Regions from separate parts of the Mus musculus genome. Here regions 1, 3 and 4 are each linked to region 2. Evidence: chromatin contacts called from public HiChIP or PLAC-seq data. All regions are on one chromosome and are shown on one strand. Each heading gives the region's core, a stretch centred on a gene start, on an enhancer-like site or on the middle of the called end of the contact. The rest is flanking DNA. Distances are from core to core; before and after follow the strand shown.

What was found. HiChIP or PLAC-seq counts read pairs in DNA pulled down with a chosen protein or histone mark.
Region 1: a contact with region 2 is called in an H3K27ac HiChIP or PLAC-seq map of T-cell acute lymphoblastic leukemia, with 2.9 times the contacts expected there. The contact joins two enhancer-like sites. A contact is called at or near these places in 2 of 115 datasets of contacts at active chromatin or transcription factors (the SCID.adh cell line and T-cell acute lymphoblastic leukemia).
Region 3: an H3K27ac HiChIP or PLAC-seq map of T-cell acute lymphoblastic leukemia shows a contact between it and region 2, with 2.9 times the contacts expected there. The contact joins two enhancer-like sites. A contact is called at or near these places in 1 of 484 Hi-C or Micro-C datasets (DN3 thymocytes) and 2 of 115 datasets of contacts at active chromatin or transcription factors (T-cell acute lymphoblastic leukemia and acute myeloid leukemia).
Region 4: an H3K4me3 HiChIP or PLAC-seq map of the SCID.adh cell line shows a contact between it and region 2, with 9 read pairs. The contact joins two enhancer-like sites. A contact is called at or near these places in 3 of 115 datasets of contacts at active chromatin or transcription factors (CD8 T cells, the SCID.adh cell line and acute myeloid leukemia).

What each region holds. Positions count from the first base shown.
Region 1 is chr12:107,478,056-107,483,259 of GRCm38.p6, reverse strand. No RefSeq gene overlaps it. Among named protein-coding and RNA genes, the nearest start is that of Gm33236, 170 kb to the left of the region's middle. Within about 2 kb of position 3,704, at least 3 of the 459 cell types and tissues checked have an H3K27ac peak or open chromatin away from gene starts, as enhancers often do. A contact at or near this core is called in the SCID.adh cell line and T-cell acute lymphoblastic leukemia, where this site is marked.
Region 2 is chr12:107,156,753-107,161,662 of GRCm38.p6, reverse strand. No RefSeq gene overlaps it. Among named protein-coding and RNA genes, the nearest start is that of Gm52008, 48 kb to the right of the region's middle. Within about 2 kb of position 1,297, at least 50 of the 459 cell types and tissues checked have an H3K27ac peak or open chromatin away from gene starts, as enhancers often do. A contact at or near this core is called in DN3 thymocytes, the SCID.adh cell line and T-cell acute lymphoblastic leukemia, where this site is marked.
Region 3 is chr12:107,564,317-107,569,060 of GRCm38.p6, reverse strand. No RefSeq gene overlaps it. Among named protein-coding and RNA genes, the nearest start is that of Gm33236, 83 kb to the left of the region's middle. Within about 2 kb of position 2,445, at least 16 of the 459 cell types and tissues checked have an H3K27ac peak or open chromatin away from gene starts, as enhancers often do. A contact at or near this core is called in DN3 thymocytes and T-cell acute lymphoblastic leukemia, where this site is marked.
Region 4 is chr12:107,494,014-107,499,235 of GRCm38.p6, reverse strand. No RefSeq gene overlaps it. Among named protein-coding and RNA genes, the nearest start is that of Gm33236, 150 kb to the left of the region's middle. Within about 2 kb of position 3,010, at least 15 of the 459 cell types and tissues checked have an H3K27ac peak or open chromatin away from gene starts, as enhancers often do. A contact at or near this core is called in the SCID.adh cell line, where this site is marked.

The DNA.
Region 1 (5,204 bases), core at 2,455-4,954, 320 kb before region 2:
GTGTTTGGAACTGACAAGGTGACAGATGGCATGACAGAGGGTTTAGAGGACAGACGAGAACCTCTAATCCACCCTGGGGAGACTGGGGCCAGAAGAGATGACATTTAAGCTGAATCCTTAAGAGCAGGCAGGGGGAATCCAAATGGGGATGGCTTCAACGGAGGGTACCATGGAAGAACCACAGAGACGAACAAAGGCAGCCGGGAGCTGGCCTGCCTCTTGCTCACCTGGCCTGGAGCAGGGTCTGCAACAATCATAGACAGAGGGAACGGACAAGCCATGATGGAGGCTCAAAACCAGGGCAGATGGCCAGACATTTTGTCCTGTGGGCCCCATGAGTAAACATCAGTGTGTGTTAGGTAGGGTGACTGTGTAGGAAAGGGCTTTCAAGGGGAGCCTCAGGTCCCGCGTTGATGGGGAAACGGAAATTCCCCTCTTGGGTTTATAGTCTCCTCAATAAAGGAGTTTAAACTGGTCATAGAAGGAAATTTGAGGATAATTTTATTAGTGTTTCAAAAAAAAAAAAAAAAAAAAGCAACAGCCTAGGCAAGCTGAAATTGCCATCAGCCACCAGGAGAGGAGATGGAGGAAGAGTGGAACAATTTAATTTAGAGATGGAGAGCAAGCAGGGAATGGAGAACGGAGAGCACAGAGAGTGTGAGGGGAAGGAAGCCTACCTAGGAAGCTGAGCTCTGCACTGAGATCAGAGGGCAGCTGGCTCCAGGATCTTAGAACTGTACCAGTAACACACACACACACACACACACACACACACACACACACACACACACACACACACACACACTCATGATCAGAATCAGAAGCAGTTTGAGAAGAAAGGAAATGACTTCAAAGAGAGGAAGAGACCTGGAAAGTTGAGGAAATACCTCGTGGCATTTAGCCACAAGGCATCTCCTCTTGTGCTTCCTGGAATCCCTGCCCGCCATCCCCATTCTTTAGTAGAATCCTGGGCAGGTTTGGAAAGGCTTCTTTGTTCCTCTCTCAATTGGCTTCTGTCATCTGTTCTTCTTGATGAAGGAGTTTCCCTCCCTACACTCATGGGAAGGAATTGCTTGCTTTCAGAGTGAGGGTGGATGTTTGGAGAACAGGGAGCCACTGGCTTCACAGAGATCCTCCAAAGGCAGGGGATGGAGTATGTTCTAGAAGCAGAAAACACCATTCCTCCTCATAAAATCTTGATCTGTCCTGTATCCTTAGATGGCACCTGTGTCCTTAGATGGCACCTGTGTCCTTAGATGGCACCTGTGTCCTTAGATGGCACCTGTGTCCTTAGATGGCACCTGTGTCCTTACATGGCCGTGGTCTGAGTCAGTGTACTAAGGTTGTTCCTAGTCAAGGGTCATCGCGCCATCTACACTCACCGATGCTCCTCTGGCTGCTCAAGGAGGAGCCCAGGTTCCATGTACCATTGATCTCCGATGTGACAAGCCACACTGTGGACAGAGGACCTGGGAAAACAAGAGCTTTCTTGCCAACTGAATAGGTTGGGTCTGGCTATCACTCCTAATGAGATGATATCCATTCTGGGGGACTTTTGATAAAGCAAACACGAGCTTCACTTCCTGTGTCAGGGATGCAGGGTGATGTGGAAGAAGACAGGGAACTCTTCTTCACTGAGATGAACCTTAAAAAGGTTGAGACATCCTTAAAAAGGCTCATCTTAACTGCCGACCTTGAAAAGCAGCAGTGAAGTTAAAAACAAGTTATCACTACAAGAAAGAGAGAAATATGCAGAACGAAGCCCCCCTTTATATCTTCCCTTTTCTACATCTTTCCCTACCCCTGTAATTCTGTACACTTCCACAGAAACCAACACATGAAACTTTGCTATCTAAACTGCCATATATTTAGCATAAATATTTAGTGCAAATAAATCAAAATCTAGTTATCCACGTTTCGATTGCATGGCTACGTACCTGCATTTTAATATTATATACAGTGAATGCATGAATGATAATTATCAATGCAGGCATGGGAGTGCCTTTGTCAATATCTACGTGGATGACAGAGTATTACATGTATTTTATATTTGCCTTGAAACCATTTTTTCTCACATGTGCATATTCTTGTTGTGTTGCTCTCTTCACTTAAAGTATAGCAGTGGGTGACCGTGGCTCATGATGGTGACAAAAGGTTCCATAAGTTAAGAGGAGTTATTTATTGATTGGTAAGTGTTAAGGGTTGGCTATTCCCTGGAGGCTGGGAAGCTGGGCATGCCAGGAAACTATCTGCTGTGCAGGCATGAAGTCCTGAGTTCAGATCCCACCACCTATGTAAAAGCTGGCTGTGGCATCATGGACCTCTAACACCCATGTTAAGAGCACAGACACAGACTCCTGGGGGCTTGCTGACCTGCCAACCGTGACATTGACTTCTGGCTTCCACAGATGTAAGACACAGGTGCACGTACTCCATTGCACAAATTCACACCCACACATTACACACACACACAGATAAAATGAAACGTTATGTAAAGAACTCTTCTCCTACTTTCTAATTTTGATATTTGACAAATGTTAATAACATTATCATATATAAAAATTATAATACACACACATACATATATGATAATTATATTGCTTATGTGTGTGTTTAAGCCAGAGGTTGACATTGGGTGTCTTCCTCTATAGATCGATCTCAATTATTATTATTGTTGTTGTTGTTGTTATGTTATATATATGATATGTATGAGTGTTCTACATGATATGTATGTCTGTGCACCGCTTGCATGTCTAGACTATGCAGAGGCAAGGAAAGAGCAGTGGATCTCTTAGAACTGGACCTAAAGAGGGTTGTGAGCAGTGGCCCGAATGCTGGGAACTGAAGCCAGGTCCTCTGCAAGAATCCGCAAGAATAACAAGAGTTCATAGCCGCACACCAATTGTCTGGCTGAGCAGTGAACTCCTAGAAAGAACAGGAGCTGTAGACACTGTGTCTACTTCAGCAGTGACTTGGCTGTGTGGCTGTGTGGCTGTGACTTCTGGGGACCCGAGTTCACTGTCCTGCTTTTGCAGTGACCACTTCGTTCACTGAGTACCCCGCCCCTACTGCACCCCACCCCCAGTCTCCACATGAATATTTTGTGCCATATTATCACGAAGCACACCATGCATCATTACATATGCATTTTCCCAATGTTAAAAAAAAAACTATTTCTAGGTTAAAAAAATGCATCCTTTCAAACTTATGAAAAATCCAAATGACCTTTTATTCTAATAAATTTCAAAAGTACCTCCTTCCCAGCCCTTTGCAGATTATATTTTTAAAAAGCGACTTACCTATCCAGGGGTGAAAACTGTATGCCAACATTTAAATTTCCATTCGCTTGCTGTCAGAAGCCTGTGTCCTTTTATGGATTTATTGATAGTTTATGTTCATTCTTCTTGGGCCCACAGTTTCCAGATTATTGTTTTCTCTTACTTATTTCTACCTTAGCTCTCGAAAACTTCCCATAATTTCCTCATCACCTTAGTTAAAGGATCGAATGAGAAAGAACTGTTATTTCTTTGCCTTTGTCTAGTTGTCCCTCAAAGACAGGACAGGCTTGTCCCCAGATTCCTCCCCTCAGGCCCCTGTGGCCCCTCCCTTCACCAGGCAGGGTGCCAGGCTTTGCTCTCTGTGGTTCGGGGCTCTCCCTTATCCTATTGCTGGAGGATTTTGTGTGTTCCAGGTCTGGGGAGGCAAGCCTGCCAGGTGGCAGACACCCTCCCTAAACAGGTCTTTGATTTCCGTGCCTGGGCCCACTGAGGCAATTAAGCTGGATTTGTCTGATGGGGCAGGGGATCAAAGGTTTGATGTTTTGATAACTGAAGAAGAAAAAGGCTAAACCTGAGAAGGGGAGAGAGAATTTCCCCCGGGACTGGAGCTCCAGGCCACTCAGTGGTAGGACTCTGAGCCAGAGACAAAACAAACCCCTCCTATACAGGACACTCAGCAAGGTTTGCAGGTACCATGAGGTTGACAGCCCAGTAGCCGGGGAGCCTTGCTGTGCCCAACCAGTGGGAATGGTTTGCTAGGGTCACAAGCTACACTCTGGAGCACACATGCTGTAGCAGGAACCTGGCTGCACTGTTGGGGCTGTCCCTCATTGGGGGTGTGGGTTTCTCTGCACACATGTGTATAGGATATAGGGAATGTGGGGCCCAGAGGTGGTAGATGCCCGACTTTCCAGTCACTTATCCATCTTTGTTTGGAACTAGACACACAGACATGGCAGAGACAGGAGAACTGGCCATGAAAGATATGGTAACAGATCTTGCAGACACAGAGCTGGGTCTGGCTTCTGTATCTTTTGCTTGCTGAGCGCTGTGTAACTAACACTGCAAAAGCGCATGCCCTGTGCCGTGTAGCATTTGTGTGTTTGTCATTCACAGAGAGATTACCTGAAGGCCCTGTATTTGTGTTGATTTTGTCATGTACAAATGTAGTGGCTGGTGCTGCTGGTAGTGTTCTATTCAGAACTTTCTATCTTAGCTTGTCTGTGCTATTGTAACAAAATACCAAGTGCTGGGTCACTCATAAGAACAGAAATTCAGGACTGTTAATTTAGTTCAGTCGGAAGGAACCTGTCCTAGTATGTGTCAGGTCTGCTCCCAGCATAAATAATAAATTAATAAAAGGAAAACGGAAACAGAGTTAGTCCTCATACTTAGAAAGACTGAGCCTACTGCACGCAGGGTCCTGGCAGCGCAGGGTTCTATGGCTGTATCCATGATGGCGTTTGATTGCCACTTCCTCTGACGGATATGAGCTCTGTGTGCTCACCTAGTGAGAGGAGGAGGACGAAAGCCAAGGCTGCTTGAAGCTTCTCACATGAGGGTCTTACCTCTGTGCACTGAGGGAGCAGCCTCCAGCACCGCGTCTGTGCTTCAGGGCCACACCCCAGACTTTCCCACTGACCCTGACACTTCAGCACAGAAACTCTGGGAAGACACGGGCTTGGCACAGTGGCGGGGGACCTCTCAGAGAGACAGAGTAAGCTGTGATTTTCTCTGTTCTCATTCCTGACTCCTGAGCACACAGATCTCCAGCCTGAACAGTCCTGCCTTCAGGCTGCACACTCAGCTCACAGACTGCATGCAGCTTCTGATACAGGCATGGTGTGTACCTTCTCTTCTGTGTTACTACTTCAAGGTCCCTTGAAGCATCCATTCCTGAACTTTGACCTTGTGCTGGGATGGACA
Region 2 (4,910 bases), core at 48-2,547:
TGATGCTTGGCAATCTGTTTGTTTGATCAGTTACAATGCATGCAGCGTGAGATCCAAGTCCATCCACCATCTCCAATTCACGAGGGATAGGCGTCACTGGCTGTCTTTGGGATTCTGTCCTGTGTATTTGGCTTAGCCAGTGTGTGGTCCCTGGCGTGGATGTCTACAGAAGGAATGGGGGCTAGGGGAAGACAGCAAGCAGAGTGGGCCTGTCCTGTTAACCGCACGTCTGCCCCAAATCTAATTGAGTCACTCAGTTAAACTGCTCAAATGCACACAGATTAATAACAAGCCCAAAGGCCAGCTATTCCTTACTGCTTCCTATATAAGCACTGCTATATAAAATACAAGTTACCTGGTGACTGTGTGTTCCAGAGGGGCAATACATTTTTAAGTACGCTACAATGTCCCAAACATGATGTGAGATAACTAAGAAAAAAACACAAGCTCTTGGTTTTCTGACATTCTGGTGGAACAAGGCATCTCACATATTTTGTTTGCAATCTTACCAAGAATGCAAATGAGAATTGCAGGCCATTACCCTGCTGAGAAATTGTTCCCGGGAGACAAAAATCTTAATGAGAGGACATTTCACACCCACAGCCTTGCATTCTCTTCCTCCCTCACTGGCCCCTGACCTCTCTTTCTGGTTCCCTGGGCAGCCACTTCTGCGGGCTTGCTACCCATGAAGGTATACACTGAGCAAGCCCCTTCCCTGCTCATTGACACTGTGCCCTAAACAACCATCCGTCATTAGAATATCACGTATATCCATTCCTGACTATAGGTAAGGCCAGGGCTGATTGCAGGGCCAAGCAGGATGTATGTAGGTTATATGCAAATGTGTCATTTTGTATGAGGGACCCGAGGACTTCCTGGAATCAGTCCTTATGGGTACTGAGAAAATACTGAGAAGCCATTGGTCAGAACTGAGTTGCTATCCACCTATTCCTCCTCCAGAAATCTAATTCCTGGAAGAACAATCCATTGACTCTGGCCGGGCGAGTGTTCTGACAGATGTCCTGTTTTGATGAAGGCATAGCTGCATTTTGGAGGAGCTGTGGGCAACCTCGGGAGCTGTACGGTGTATGCAAACATCTCAAGGGCTGTGCCCTGTGATGTATAAGGAGACCCCTCTAGAAGCGCTGTCTAGATTCACTTGCCTTTGGTCCCTTTTTTGTCTCACTTCTCACAGGGGCTGATCCCCCTCCAGAGCCGGCTCATGCTCCTCTCTCTGATACCAGCCGAGGAGGCGTGGGCCCTATCAATCTTGTCACCTGTGTGAAGCCTGGGTGGCCTCCTCCCCCTTCCCTCCCTAAGCCTTGGGTCTGTGACCGCAGGGGTGAGCTGCTGGCCTCGGAGTGCCACTTTCTCAGCGGGGGCACTTCCTCCCCTGCAAGCTGCTTTGGCAAATTGTTTATCTCTCACAAGGATAGTAAGAGAGATCCTATCAGTGAAACTCTATCTGTCTGGGCACAGATGTCTGCCTCCCTGGCAGGCTCCTGTTCACCCTGCTGTGGCCTACCATTCTCAGGTCTTTGCCCTCCTCCCCCAAACTTCCCCCCTCAAAATCTGCAGTCAGGGAGGGGAAACAGTGGGGGCAGAGTGTGAAGCTGCCTCTGGGAGCTGAGGAAGTGCCAGGGAAGACAACCATCAGGTCTTATAGCAACTGTTATCAAGGGTCATGTTAGGAAGGGAACGGGATGCAGACACCAGGACCCAGATGGCAGTCTGGATAGCAGCTTTTTTTTTTTTTTTTGCAGGATGCAGAGGCAAAGGGTGGTGGATTTCTGTAGATGACTGTTTTAAAACAGCGAGAGCAGGAGGGCTCTGTGCTGCTCTCTGGAACTTTCTGCAGCTAAGGTAATTTATATTTGGACTATGTCATTCACTAGCCCACAGGCACCGTGGGTATAGTGACCTCTCGAGATACAAAAAAAAAAAAAAAAAAGGAAGGCTGGAACTGTGAAGTGTCTTTAGTTTATCTAGTTGAGATGTGACTGAGCGAGCCAATTAGCAGTTTCAGATGTTGGTGGATGACCATGGGACTCGCCTCTGACACACTTGCTGACCACTGCTAGGATGAAAGCCTTTGTCGCCTGGCCTGTCGCAAGACGTCTGAATCCCTGTTGGCTCTGTTTTACTCTCTCAGTGACTTGGGCTGAACTTGCTGAGGCCAAACATAAGGTGCAATGCCTGACGGGATGGGGCTGGGTGGAGTCTGTGTGCTCATTTCTCCTAGGTGAGACCCTGGCCCATGTGCCAGGCTCCAAAGAGATTTGAGAATCCCCAGTGCTGTTGGGTGGCTATAGCTGTTTTATAACTATAAGTACAGAGGTGTCACAGTTCCGTGGTGGGGACACTTTGATGTCTGAAGAATCCACTTTGCAATATCAAAGTCATCTGACATGTCATCGGGTGCGAAGAGTAAAAGGGTCTGAGTTTGAAGCGTCAGGCACCATGCCCAGGGTACCAATAAATGCCTTTCTCTACCTTTCCCCTTGGACCATAACCACTGGTTTGGGAGGAATAGCATCCTTAGATGCGGGATGGAGGGCTATTTTGTCTGTTTCAGGTTGCCATAGTGTTTGATGAAAGTGCATTGTTTCTAAGCCCTTGTCAAACGCTGTGGCATTTCTAGACTTAAGCAACTCAGTTCCACTGGTTTCTTTACATGTAGCAAGCGAAGTTTCCATCTTTTAAGGAAAAAGAGGCTTTTAAAACCATATTTAAAAGACCTTAAAAGGTTTCCTAGACATCAAAAAGCCCTAAAAATAATATTTTGACGATCTGGTTGTTAGCAGATCAAGAACATGTGGATATAATTTTAATCAGTCTGCAGGATTCTTTCAATCCCAGGATGAGATGGAGGCCTGAGCCCAATACGCTTGAGGTTTTACTGAACTCTGAGCATTTGAGAAATGCTTTGTGACATAGGACAGAGCTCGGAGGAAGCAGAGCACAGCCTGGCCGCTCCTTTGTTAATGTGGAAGGAAACTTGAATCAGGAGGGGACTCTTAGCTCTTCCCAGTTCTTGTTTGGAATAGTTTGCTTGATGCTAAGGCCCTAGGAACCCTTCCTTGCTGGGAGGTGATTGCTGATGCCAAAGTGGAGCTTTGCAGGTGACTTGGTCACTTTGGTTCCACAGAGAAGACACAGCAATCTGACAGCTGCCCCCATCCACAGGTGCCAAGAATAACTACCCCAGGTTGGGCTAAGGGACCCACTCAGGAGGATTCAAGTGACCAGAGATGCTTCATATACTAAAATCAGGAAACACAGAGAGGCACACCACACATATAAGAATGTGTACACACAAACACACACAAACAAGAATGCATCAGCACTAAACCACCCTCTCGTTTCCATATGCTTTAAGCTGTCTTTTCATTCTTACAGGGAATTCAAGTTAGCAAGGCTAAGTGTGAAGGAGAGGTCTCTCTTCTCCTCGCCTCGCCTCTCCTCTTCTTTTCTTTCCTTTTCTTTTCTTCTTCCTTCTCCCCCTCCCCCCTCCTCCTCTTCTTTCTTCTTCTTCTTCTTCTTCTTCTTCTTCTTCTTCTTCTTCTTCCTCTTCCTCTTCCTCTTCAGCTTCCTCTCCTCCTCCTCCTCCTCCTCCTCCTCCTCCTCTGCTTCCTTCTTCATCTTCTCCTTCATTTTTCTGTGTACCACTGGCTGCCCTGGAACTTGCTGTATAGACCAGGCTAGCCTCAAACTCACAGAGATCCCCCCTCCCCCATCTCTGCCTCCTACATGCTAAAGTAAAGGAATGCACCACCACCACTGCTTGGCTAAACTTACTTTTATTTTGAATTTAAATTATTTATTGATACTTAAAAACAGTTCCCAACATGTACAAATTAAGGAAGGTTTAACCTGTGTCAAATATTTGCTTCTTTGAATATTTTTAATTTTTAGAAATGCATTAAAATTAGTTCCTTAGCTTTTGCACATATGTGCATGCATGTGTACGTGTGCTTGCATATGTGTATGTATGTGTGTTGATGGAGGGGCTTAATTCAGTACAGCCTTTAACTTGTTATGTGGTGAAGGCTGTCCTTGAACCCTTGAACCTCTTGTCTCTACACCCAGTGTTCTGAGATCTCAGGCCTGGCTTATGCTCTTTAAATTTTACGGTATGTGGCCTGTGTCAGTGTTTAAAGGCACTGACTGCTCTTCCAGAGAAACTAAGTTCTGAGCACCCACGTGGCACTTCACAGCTGTCTGCAACTCCCGTTCTAGGAGATTCCATGCCATCTTCTGGCTTTCCTGTGCACCAGGCATACAGTCTGGCATACATGCAGGCAAACACACACACAGAATAAAAATAACCAAACATTAAAACTAACAGCACAGTTCTCCTCAGCCACACCTGCTGCTGCTTCTTCCTAGCGAGGTGTCACTCAGCTCCTATTGACCCAGCTCTCCTCAGCTGTTCCCCGCCCCGCCCCCACTCTTCCTAAGCCCTGAGAACCCCACTCTACTCTCTGCTTCTGTGAGATCAATCCATTCTGGTCCTGCTATGGGTAAGGTCCTGTGGCGCTTGTCTTCTTAAGGCTGCCTTATTTCTTACAGGTCCTTTCTTGTCTCTGCAATGGGGTAGATTTACAGAGATCAGGTCCCATAAGAATCATGTAGTGGGTTAAAGAGGCCATATCTACATCACACGTGCACAGTGCCAGCCTCACACAGCACACGTCACACGTGCACACTGTCAAGGGTGGCATGGGTAATGTCTTTCTTGGCTGATCGTTTGGGGGTATTTGGTGTGGGAACCAATAGGTACTTGGGCTCCTTTGGCTGGAGGTGACCTATGAGCTCCAGACTCTTGACAATGTAGCAGAAAGGCACAATGGTGGCTCCAGGGACAAAGCACAGATGCAGGTGCTTGTTGCTTAGTTCTCACCGTCAAG
Region 3 (4,744 bases), core at 1,196-3,695, 410 kb before region 2:
CTCTTTACCTTCGATAATTTTCCCACTGTCCTCCTGAACAGCTGCTTAGATCCTGGTGGAGCATGGGAGGCAGAGACTGTCAAATCAGACACCATTAGTGATGATATGACTTGAGAGATACTTCCAACTTTCTGTACACAGCAGGTAGCATGTTCACCCGAGGGTAGTTGACATAGTGGAAAGTTCTAGAAACAGAGTCCTGTTGATGCAAACCTCATTTCCCAGCTTCTTTCTTGAGTGACTTTGCTCCAGGACCCCTAAAGGGCAGCTCCCTTCAGGCACCTTACTGTCACCCTTTAACCAGATGGGGACATCTGGTTTGGTAAAGTACTCTAAGATAATTCATCTCATTCTGGTCTTTGTAGAAGTTGGGAAGGACATGTAGCTTCATTTTTCCAGGGGAAGAAACTCGAGTACTTGGTGTTTTCATTAACTCTCTCTGTACACAATCAGTGTGGCTCTTCTCTTATCTGCTGACTGCAAGTAGCAGCCCTAGAGACATGGGTAGCATTCCAGGGGTCAGAGACTCATCTCAGATTTGCTAACACCCCCTTCCTCCCACCACAGTGCCATTATCACCCCTGTCTTACAGACAAGGGAACTGAATGGAGTATAGACATTTTCCAAGGGCTCTGCTGGGAAGTGGCCAGGACACAGCAGAGCGGGACATGTCTTTGTCTGTCTCTCCCACATTGTCTTATAGTATTGCTTTCTATCGTCCAGGAACAAGAATGATGGCTCTGCTCACCCACGGGATCTGGAAGAACTACAAAGCAGTGGAAAACACTAGGCATTGCCCCTTGTGATACCACATGCTCTGTTGGCATCATACCTCCTCTGGACATTTCCTTTCACAAGGGTGGTCCACAGCCAGCATGCAAACATCTGCTGTGTCCCTGCATGTGTGGCCTGGCTGAGTCCTCCTGTCTTCTCTTGCTTTGCCACATACTATCCAGTCCCAGCTATCTTCTAGTTCCTACTGGCGGTCAGTTAGCTGCCCGCTCCTACCACTGGGCTCTGGGAAGAAAGGTCTTTGAGGACAGAGGCTTAGAAAATGATCAGCTTCATTTGAGACATTGGCAAACTCCCTTAGATACCCCACCCGGCAGCCGCTGGATCTCCCTGCCCAGTCCTGCATCTTGAAGAATCTGTAACATTGACTCCAGTGTTCCTTTCCTTACCTGCTCAGACCTTTAGCTGTTCTTCTCTGATTTGGTAGCCTTTTAGGGACTCCCTACCTCTCTTCTGGTCAGAAGAATTAGTGTCTAAATCCATCTCACAGCTGGTTTTTAAACCCTCAGGCTGATGCTATTTCTCCATATTTAAGTTGAGAAAAATCAACCAAGGTTTAAATAAAGGAAAACAGAAAAGGCCACGAAGCCTAAATTCATTGCTCAATGAGCCTAACTTTCTGAATCCCACCTCAGACCTTGCTCACATCCATCTTCCCACCAAGCCTTCAGCTCTCCCTCCCTCCTCTTAGCACTGGCCCTACATCACATCTTTAGCATACATATGTGGAAAGTCCCACAGAGGTGGCCAGGGAAGACACACATTCAGATCCTACCTTCATTGCTCATGAATTAGGTGACTCTCTGCTCCCCTAATTCACAGTTTCCTCGTCTGTGCAATCCAGTAATAGTGCCAACTCACAGGGTTCGACCTATCATTTGAACCGCACCCACCAGCAGAACTGATGGGGAGAGACGGGATCACATGTCAAACTGCCTTTGTTCATAGGTCTCCATCCTCAACTGAGATCCTGCTCTGAAGGCTGTCATCTGCCGAGACAGGGTCCTTTTCAACTTCCATTCTTGGAACTCTCCCTGTCATCCCACCTCATGTGGCTTTCCTGTGTCCCTTGTTGAGATCTCTTGTCCTTGAGCCTCATTTTCAGGACTCTTTCCCAGCATTCTCACTACTGTGCAGATGGAGGTCCAGAGGGGTCAGCTGGAGGCTCACTGGACCTTGTGAGTACAGAACACTTGCTCTCCCTGCCTAAGAAGACATTTGTCATTTTCATCCACGCTCGGCTCTTAAGCCACCTCACTCTCTTCCTTCCCCACACTTCAACACAAAACAGGGCCTGCTGTACAGTAAAAATATTTTGTCTGTCTCTGTCCTAAAAAAATAAGAAACTCTTCTAAAAATACACAGAGACATCTCACATGCACACATGGTGGGGCTGGAGCTTGCTTTCCAGGTGACAGAGACACCCCAAGCGTGTGCCCCTCCTAAAGAGGGGCGCTGACAACTCCTGGCCCAGCCTTCCAGACAAGAAGACAGATAAGTGACAGAGGTATTTGCTACTGAGCAAACGTTCATTCTCTTTGTGGCCCATTCCAGACACTGCTGAACATCATTCACTCAGAGAGGCTGGAGAGGGTCCTGTGACGTTAGGGACTGGCAGGATGTGGCCAGGCTTCCTTCCTTAGTGTTTTAAGATTTGCACCAAGAAAGGTGAAGTTTTGAAATTCTCCCTCTTGTAAATCCAGAGTGTCTCACCAGCTAGCTCTGTGGCTTCCTTTTCTCTCCACAGGTATCACGTCCTGTGGAACCAAAGAGTGAGCAGCTAGAGGGACCCAGCTCTAGATGCCATCAGCCTCTGGTCTCTGGCAAACCTTGGGTTGTCTCTTGGCCTGTCTCTATACTTCCCAAATCGAGATGCTCTAATTACATGACCTGTAAGATGTTTTCCTAGCTTGAAAGTGCTGGGAACTGTCACCTGGAATTGTAATGTGTAAGATATTTGGGTCTCAGAGGCAAAGTTTCTTTTATAGCTTATTGCTATTATTTCCCAGGGTGACATTAATGGCTGTATTGAAGCAGACTCCAGCACTAGGTGGATGCTGTGACCACAGAAAATGGAAATACACACTTACTGAATGGCCAAATGTTTCTATCCTACTGCAGTTGATATTGTTTCTAGTTTACAGAATGGATGAGGAACTGAGTGAAGTTAGAATTAGTATTCCAACTCACATCAATCACCGAAACCCATTTCTTAGAAGTCTTTTTAAAATATGAAGAGAAGACTGAGCACTTAAGGGCACTTGCTGCTCTTCCAGGGTCCCCAGGTTTAGTTGCCGCCACCCAAGCCCAGCAGCTTGCAAACACTTGCAACTCCAGATTCAGGAGTCTAGACTCTGTGGGTAACCACCTACATGTGACACACCTACACACACACACACACACACACACACACACACACACACACACACACATGCACGCACACACACACAAACCAAAAACAAATCTTTAAAGGGAGGCTTATTAAACGCTCTCTAGTAGACCCTCCACTAAGTGGTATTTCCAAGAATTCTGAAGTGTGAAAAATGATTTTATTTATGGTCCTCTATGAAGCAAGAGAAGCCCATTTTGGGTTGCAATTCCATTAATATAGTTGGTCAAAGGACGTTTTTGGCTATTACGGGCAGAGGGTTCTCCTTGTGTGCTGTCTGGGATTAGTAAGGACCCATTTAGCATGATTTGGTCTTTTGAGAAAAATTGTGATTCCTTAATGAGGGCCCCATGCGCTCCTTCTTGCACGTCCTTAGTTAGTCTATTAAAGAGGCTTTGATGATGAGTGTTTTGTAAATATGAGGCTTAAAAAAGTAAGGTCAGTGTCTTACAGCAGGCCTCTTCTTAGCCTGCTGTGCACAGATGCGTGTTTGGAGCCCTGAGAGGATGCTGCATCGGCAACATCTCCAAGGTTATTTTATCCCAGAGCCCCTCTATCACGGAGCTCCTTCCAGCGCTAATGTCCACAGCAATCTGTGTTTCCCCTAGTTAATCTCCTTTCCTCTCGTTGACTGAATCTGTGAGGTTTTCCTATAATGTAAAAGAAGATGAGCCGACTATCCCTCCTATTTTAGACACGGCAGCTTCTAGAACATCTGTCTCATTTACAGCATGTAGAGAGAGGTGGATGGGGTCCCCTCCACCATACACAAAACAATGAGAGCTACTTCCATTCGTTATGGTCGATAGGCTATTCTGGTTTGGCCTGCCTACACAGACCTGTAATTCCAGCTATTTTGAGGGGCAGAAAAGAAAGGATCACAAATTCAAGGCAGTGTGGGCAAACTGATGACACTCCATCTCAAGATAAAAAGTGTCCAAAAAAAGGTTGGGTCAGGCTGGGAATACAGCTCGGTGGTAGCCTGGCATACTTAAGGACCTGGGTTCAATTTCAGGTACTGAGCAAAAAGATTCCTGAATAGCTCTGTCTACTGCTTCTCTGAATATGTGTGTGGCAATAGGGAAGCAATATTCAGGTCTACTAACATGAAACCTGCAAGCATGTGACGATGGCAGCTTCAGACATCATCAGTGGAAGCAGATCCTAGAAAGAAGGGTACTTGTGATCCCAGGGATGGAGTCACTGCTGCTGGACCTCAGGAGGTTCATCTAAGAGTCTTGGGGTAAGGATATATAGATGCTATAAATCTACAGTGATTTGAGGGATCCTCCCTGGTCACCTGCAATTCCTAGTCCATATTTCTCCACATCTGCCTCTTCAGTGCTGGGCCTTGAGGGGTGCTGTCTGTACATTCCAGCGTTCAGGGCCTCAACAAGGCTAGGAACTACTTTGAGGTAAATCCTCTTTGTGAGGAGGAAATTGAACTGAAAATCATGGTAGACCCACTTTTAAGGGGCACAGCAGAGATCCTGGGAGTTCTTGGAGTTCAGAAAAGACAAATAGGCCAGGGCAATGACAACCTCAAAATCAAGAGTCCCAGGT
Region 4 (5,222 bases), core at 1,761-4,260, 340 kb before region 2:
CCCCTCCACTTCTGTCTTCAGCTCTTCAGCACTGGGATTGGAGATGCACGCCATGTCGTGTCCAGTTTTTTGTTTGTTTGTTTGTTTGTTGTTTTGTTTTGTTATTGCGTTGCTGTGAATCTGAACTCAGGGGTCCTTGTGCTTGTAAGACAAGCCCTTTGCCAACCAAGCCCCTCCCTCAGCCCAGGGGAGCCCCTCCCCCAGCCCAGGGGAACCCCTGTCCCAGTCCAGGGTTATGTATACTTTAACACAGTAAACCAAGCAGGCAAATGTTCATCTGTTCCCTGGACTGGTGTCTCTATGAAATGTGACTTTCCAGCTCCTTGCATATCAACCTGCTGAGTTTGAGTCAGCTTGGGACTTGCAATACTTCAGGGACCGTGGAAAAGCAGACTCTGCTGGGGCCAAGTGCCTGCTGGATTTCTGCCTTGCGTGTCTCCAAGTTCTCTTTTGTAAATAGCTCAAGCAGGCCTTCTGCACAAGAGCAGTAGATGCTCCATACACCCTCTTGGCCCATTCCCACAGCTAAGGCACCCCATGTACATGTGAGGGCTCTTCTGGCTGGACCAGTACCATCTAATCCAAGCTGTCACATGGACACTACAGTAAGGACAAACCCGGGGAAGGTATTTGAGCCCCGACCTGCTTGGCCCAGCTCCCATTGCTATTATGAGAACAAATAAATTGTTATTTTAAGCTAAATCTAGGTTTTTTTTGGGGGGAGTGGGTACTTGCTGTATTACAATAGGCAAAGGACACCCCGCATCCCTTATATGTCTGTGTCTTGGAGCTCCATGTCCATTCTTATACTCTGGAGTCAGGTGAACATCACACAGAATGAGAGCTGGTATTCCTCACCCTGTCTCCAAGCACGTTCACTGCCTTCAGTCAGTACCACTTCCTTGACGTCCAAGCAGGTCTCCCTGTCTTCATTTCTGTACCTACTTACCACCACCCTCCCCATCCCCACTCAGGCTCACATTGACAACCCAGCTGCATGCTTCCTGCTGCTTTTGAGCCTCAGGGAGCAATGCACTCCTAACGACTGATGCAGGAGAGAGCATGTGTAGATGGACCTTTGGCTAATGACCTGACTCTTGCTGACACCCGCCACGGACGTCATACCTAGCATCCTATTAAATGCTCAGTAGTCAAAATCAAGCATGATATCATCTCTTTTGACAGACCAAGGGGGCCAAGTACAGTAAAATTGGTACCAGGTTGCCTATCCACAGTAAGGGTTGGAGAGCAAACAGCTGAATTGCTAGCTACCAAGTCCTGTGGTCACATAGTTGGGCTAGTAGATGAAGGGTAAGATTCATGCTACATGTGAACAGTTGAGGTATTGAAAGAAGATTGGATTGCTCCTGTGAGTTCAGGAAAGGGTGAATGAGTGAATAGATGAATGGATGGCTGGATGATAGATGAAGAATGAGTGGAAGCATGGATTCATAGATGATAGATGGGAGAATAAGTGGATGGATAATAGATGAATAGTTGGATAGATTACTGGATGGATGCAGGATGAGTAGAGATGCATGGATGACTGGACAAACTGGTGGATGATTGGATGGCAAATGGATAGATGGATGAATGGATGAATGGCAAATGGATAGATGAACGGATAGATGAATGGATGGCAGTTGGTTAGATGGATGAATGGATGGATGGATGGCAGATGGATAGATAGAATGCATAGCCACTGACTAAAGGAATGCTGAATGTTTGGATGCACAAGTGAATGAACCAGTAGGTAGATACCGCACTTGGACCTGCAGGGAGATTTTCCTACTGGGCAGCCTCTGGCAGTTCTAGTTGCCAGTCCCCTGCACCCCACCCCCCAGCTCTTGGTGCCACTCCACTGCAGGCTGCTTACAGGCTCCAGCTGCTATAAATCCAATTTCCCAGAATAGCTCTGAGAACACACTGCCGTGGAGAAACACCGGGTGGCTGAGTCCACTCCAGGTAGACAAGGGGCTCTTCAGAGCCTCATTATAATCAGCAGACAGATCTCAGCACTGGCTGTTGTCTCTCTTACACCTCCTGACTTTCAACAGGCCCTTGGCTTCCTTCCTCCCTGGGTCTTAGCTCAGCAGGAGGCTTAGTCTAAGCCTGCACCTCTACCTCTGCGGTGTGTGATAAGATCTCCTGCCCCAGCCTGCCACATGCCATACTCTGTGACTTCCCAGTTCTGAGCTGGCCTCCGCACATTTACTGTAGAGCTCAGGTGTGGCCATTCAAAGTCCTCTGCCAGCTGACTGTCTTGAACTCTTTAAGCATCCTCCTCTTTCTCTCCCACCCAATCACTCGCCAGCCACTCATTGTTCTTCTCTTGGACTCATTGACACCCACTTTCCCTTTGGGGTCTCCCAAGTCTATTCTGGACAGCCCATTTAGGCTCATCGCTCATTGCCAATGCCACTGGGTTCTGAACATGACCTTTCACCCTCTCTCACACAGCCATTTATTACCATGCTCCGCCTTCCATACTAAGCGGGGAGCTCCTTACAGGCATATTTATATTTGTATTCTAGTTCATTGATTGCTGTTGAATATGTACATTGCAAGCTACAATTACCGATCATTTTGTGACAATTACTGTCTATGTTTTTCTGGTGGAACAATGAGATTGGAACTGTTCAGCATGGTCTCTGAGGTTTTGCTTCAGCTAAACCCTCATTCATGTCTCCCCTCTGTCACTAGCTATAGGAACACCAAGTCATGGCCTAGCCCGAGGTTGGCTGCCAAGTAAGCTGCAAACTGTGTGGGATCGAGGTGGATGGCTGAACCCTCCCTCTGGCTCCCTTGTCCCCTCCCTCAAAAGTTGAAATAACGATACTACATGGATCTGTGCAAAAGTTTGCAGTAAATAAATGAAGCAGCTAGCATGTACAGCTGTCACATTTTCATTTTTTTTTGTAGTGCTGAAGATGGAATCTAAGACCCCATGCATGCTGAATTGAGTCATGCCACTAAGCCTTAGAATTGTCTTGCTGTGAAGAAGACAAACCAGTTTGAATATGTTGACGTATTCTAAGAACCCTGTCTTGATTGTGGTCCCGAATGGTCACCTCACTGACACACACCCAGTCGTTAATCTCAATGTATCAGTTTCCTTTGCATCACTGTGACAAAATATCAGAGACAGCAGCTTAAGGAAGGCAGGAACAAAGGGTTTATGTGAGCTCACAGTTTGAGGGTACAACTGTCAGGCTGGGAACGTCCAAGCAGCTGGTCCTACTGAACTAGCTATCAGGGAAACAGACAAACGCTCTGCCTCTCCTCCCCTGCTCCCCTCCCTCTTCCCTCCTCCCTCCCTCCTTCTTTTCAGTCCAGGACCCAAGCCCATGAAAAGATGCCGCCCACATGTAGGGTGGACCTTCCCATCTCAATGACCCAATCTAGAAACTCTTTCATAATCACATTCACAGCTCTGTCTCCTGGCTGGTTCTAGATCTTATCACATTGACCACATTAATCTTTACCCTGACAACCATGACTACAGATGTGGGAGTGGAATCTCAGAGCTTTAAGTAACCCGTCCTAGGTTAAGCACTGTCCTTGGGTGTCACATAAAGGTGAACTGTAAGGAGGTTTGGGCCAAATGCCATTCCCACATTGTAGATACATTTCCTTCAGACTGAAGGGTCCTTGGTGAGGACCTCGAGGTTCCAGGGTTAACGTCCAGTGCGAGGGGTTGGTTCACTCCGGTTCTGTCCCACAGCTTTGGGAACCACCCTGGCACATTCATTTTAGCCTGGCATAGCATAGATTTCAGTGATGGCTTGTGGTGCTGGGATGGACTTCTCTGTCCATGTAGCTATTTTTTCAAGTTGTTCACAGTCTCCTGGAAGGTGACATTCTCTTGTGATACTTTTAAGGTCCTTAGACCCTGAGGCTTTTTGCAGGAAGGAACTAGAGAAGTGACATTCACACAATCACCAGCTCATTTATTCATGCCACAAAAAAAAATGCAGTGAGACCTTGGAGGCAGGGATGAAGCAACTGTGTGTGTGTGTGGGGGGGGGGGGACAGTCCCCAGGCCCCCAAGCCCCGAGGCTTGCAGGAGGGGGCAAAGTAAAAGGAAACTCCCTAGAGACAACCAAATGGGGTGGCCTGGTTACATTCACAAATGTTTCCAAACAAACTTCAGCTCCTGAATTAGGCAACAGTGTTCCAATCCTGAAGAAACTTCACTCACCCACTCATTCATTCATTCACCCACTCACCCATCCACTCACTCACCCACTCACTCACCCACTTACACACTCACTCACCCACTTACACACTCACTCACCTACCCACTCACTCACTCATCCACCCACTCACTCACTCACACACTCACTCGTTTATACACTCACCCACCCACTCAACCACCCACTCACTCATTCACCCACTCACCCACCCACTCACCCACCCATTCACTCACCCACTTACACACTAACTCACACACTCACATATTCACTCACCCACTCACCCACTCATTCACCCACCCACCCACTCACTCACAGACTCATCCACTCACTCACTAACCCTAACCCTAACTCTAACCCTAACCCTAACCCACACACTCACTCACCCACTTACACACTCACCTACCCACCCACTCACTCACTCACCCACCCACTCACTCACTCATACACTCACACACTCACTCGTTTACACACTCACCCACCCACTCACTCATTCACCCACTCACCCACCCACTCACTCACCCACTTACACACCCACTCACACACTTACACACTCACTCACACACTCACTCACACACTTACACACTCACTCACACACTCATTCACCCACCTACCCACTCACTCACACACTCATCCACTCACTCACTAACCCTAATCCTAACCCTAACCCTAATCCTAACTCACACATTCACTCACCCACCCATTCATTCACTCACCCACTCACTCACCCATCCACTCATTACCTTGTGTACTTACCCTGTGCAGAGGCTTGTGTTGGGCACTTAAGGGGAGGACCCTACGAACCCACCTGGGAGCACTGTCATCTCTGTAGTGCTGTGTGACAAGTGTTTGGCAGCAGAGAAATGAAGAGCCCTGAGTACACACAGGACATCCAAAGTTTCCTTCAGAAAGGGCCTCTAACCCGAGTGGGCACAGAGAGGCACATTTGGCTGAGTCCAGAAAGGGACAGGGTTTGAGGGAGGCAAACCTTCCTCTAAAGATCCACTGGTGTGACTAGGGGGACCCTAG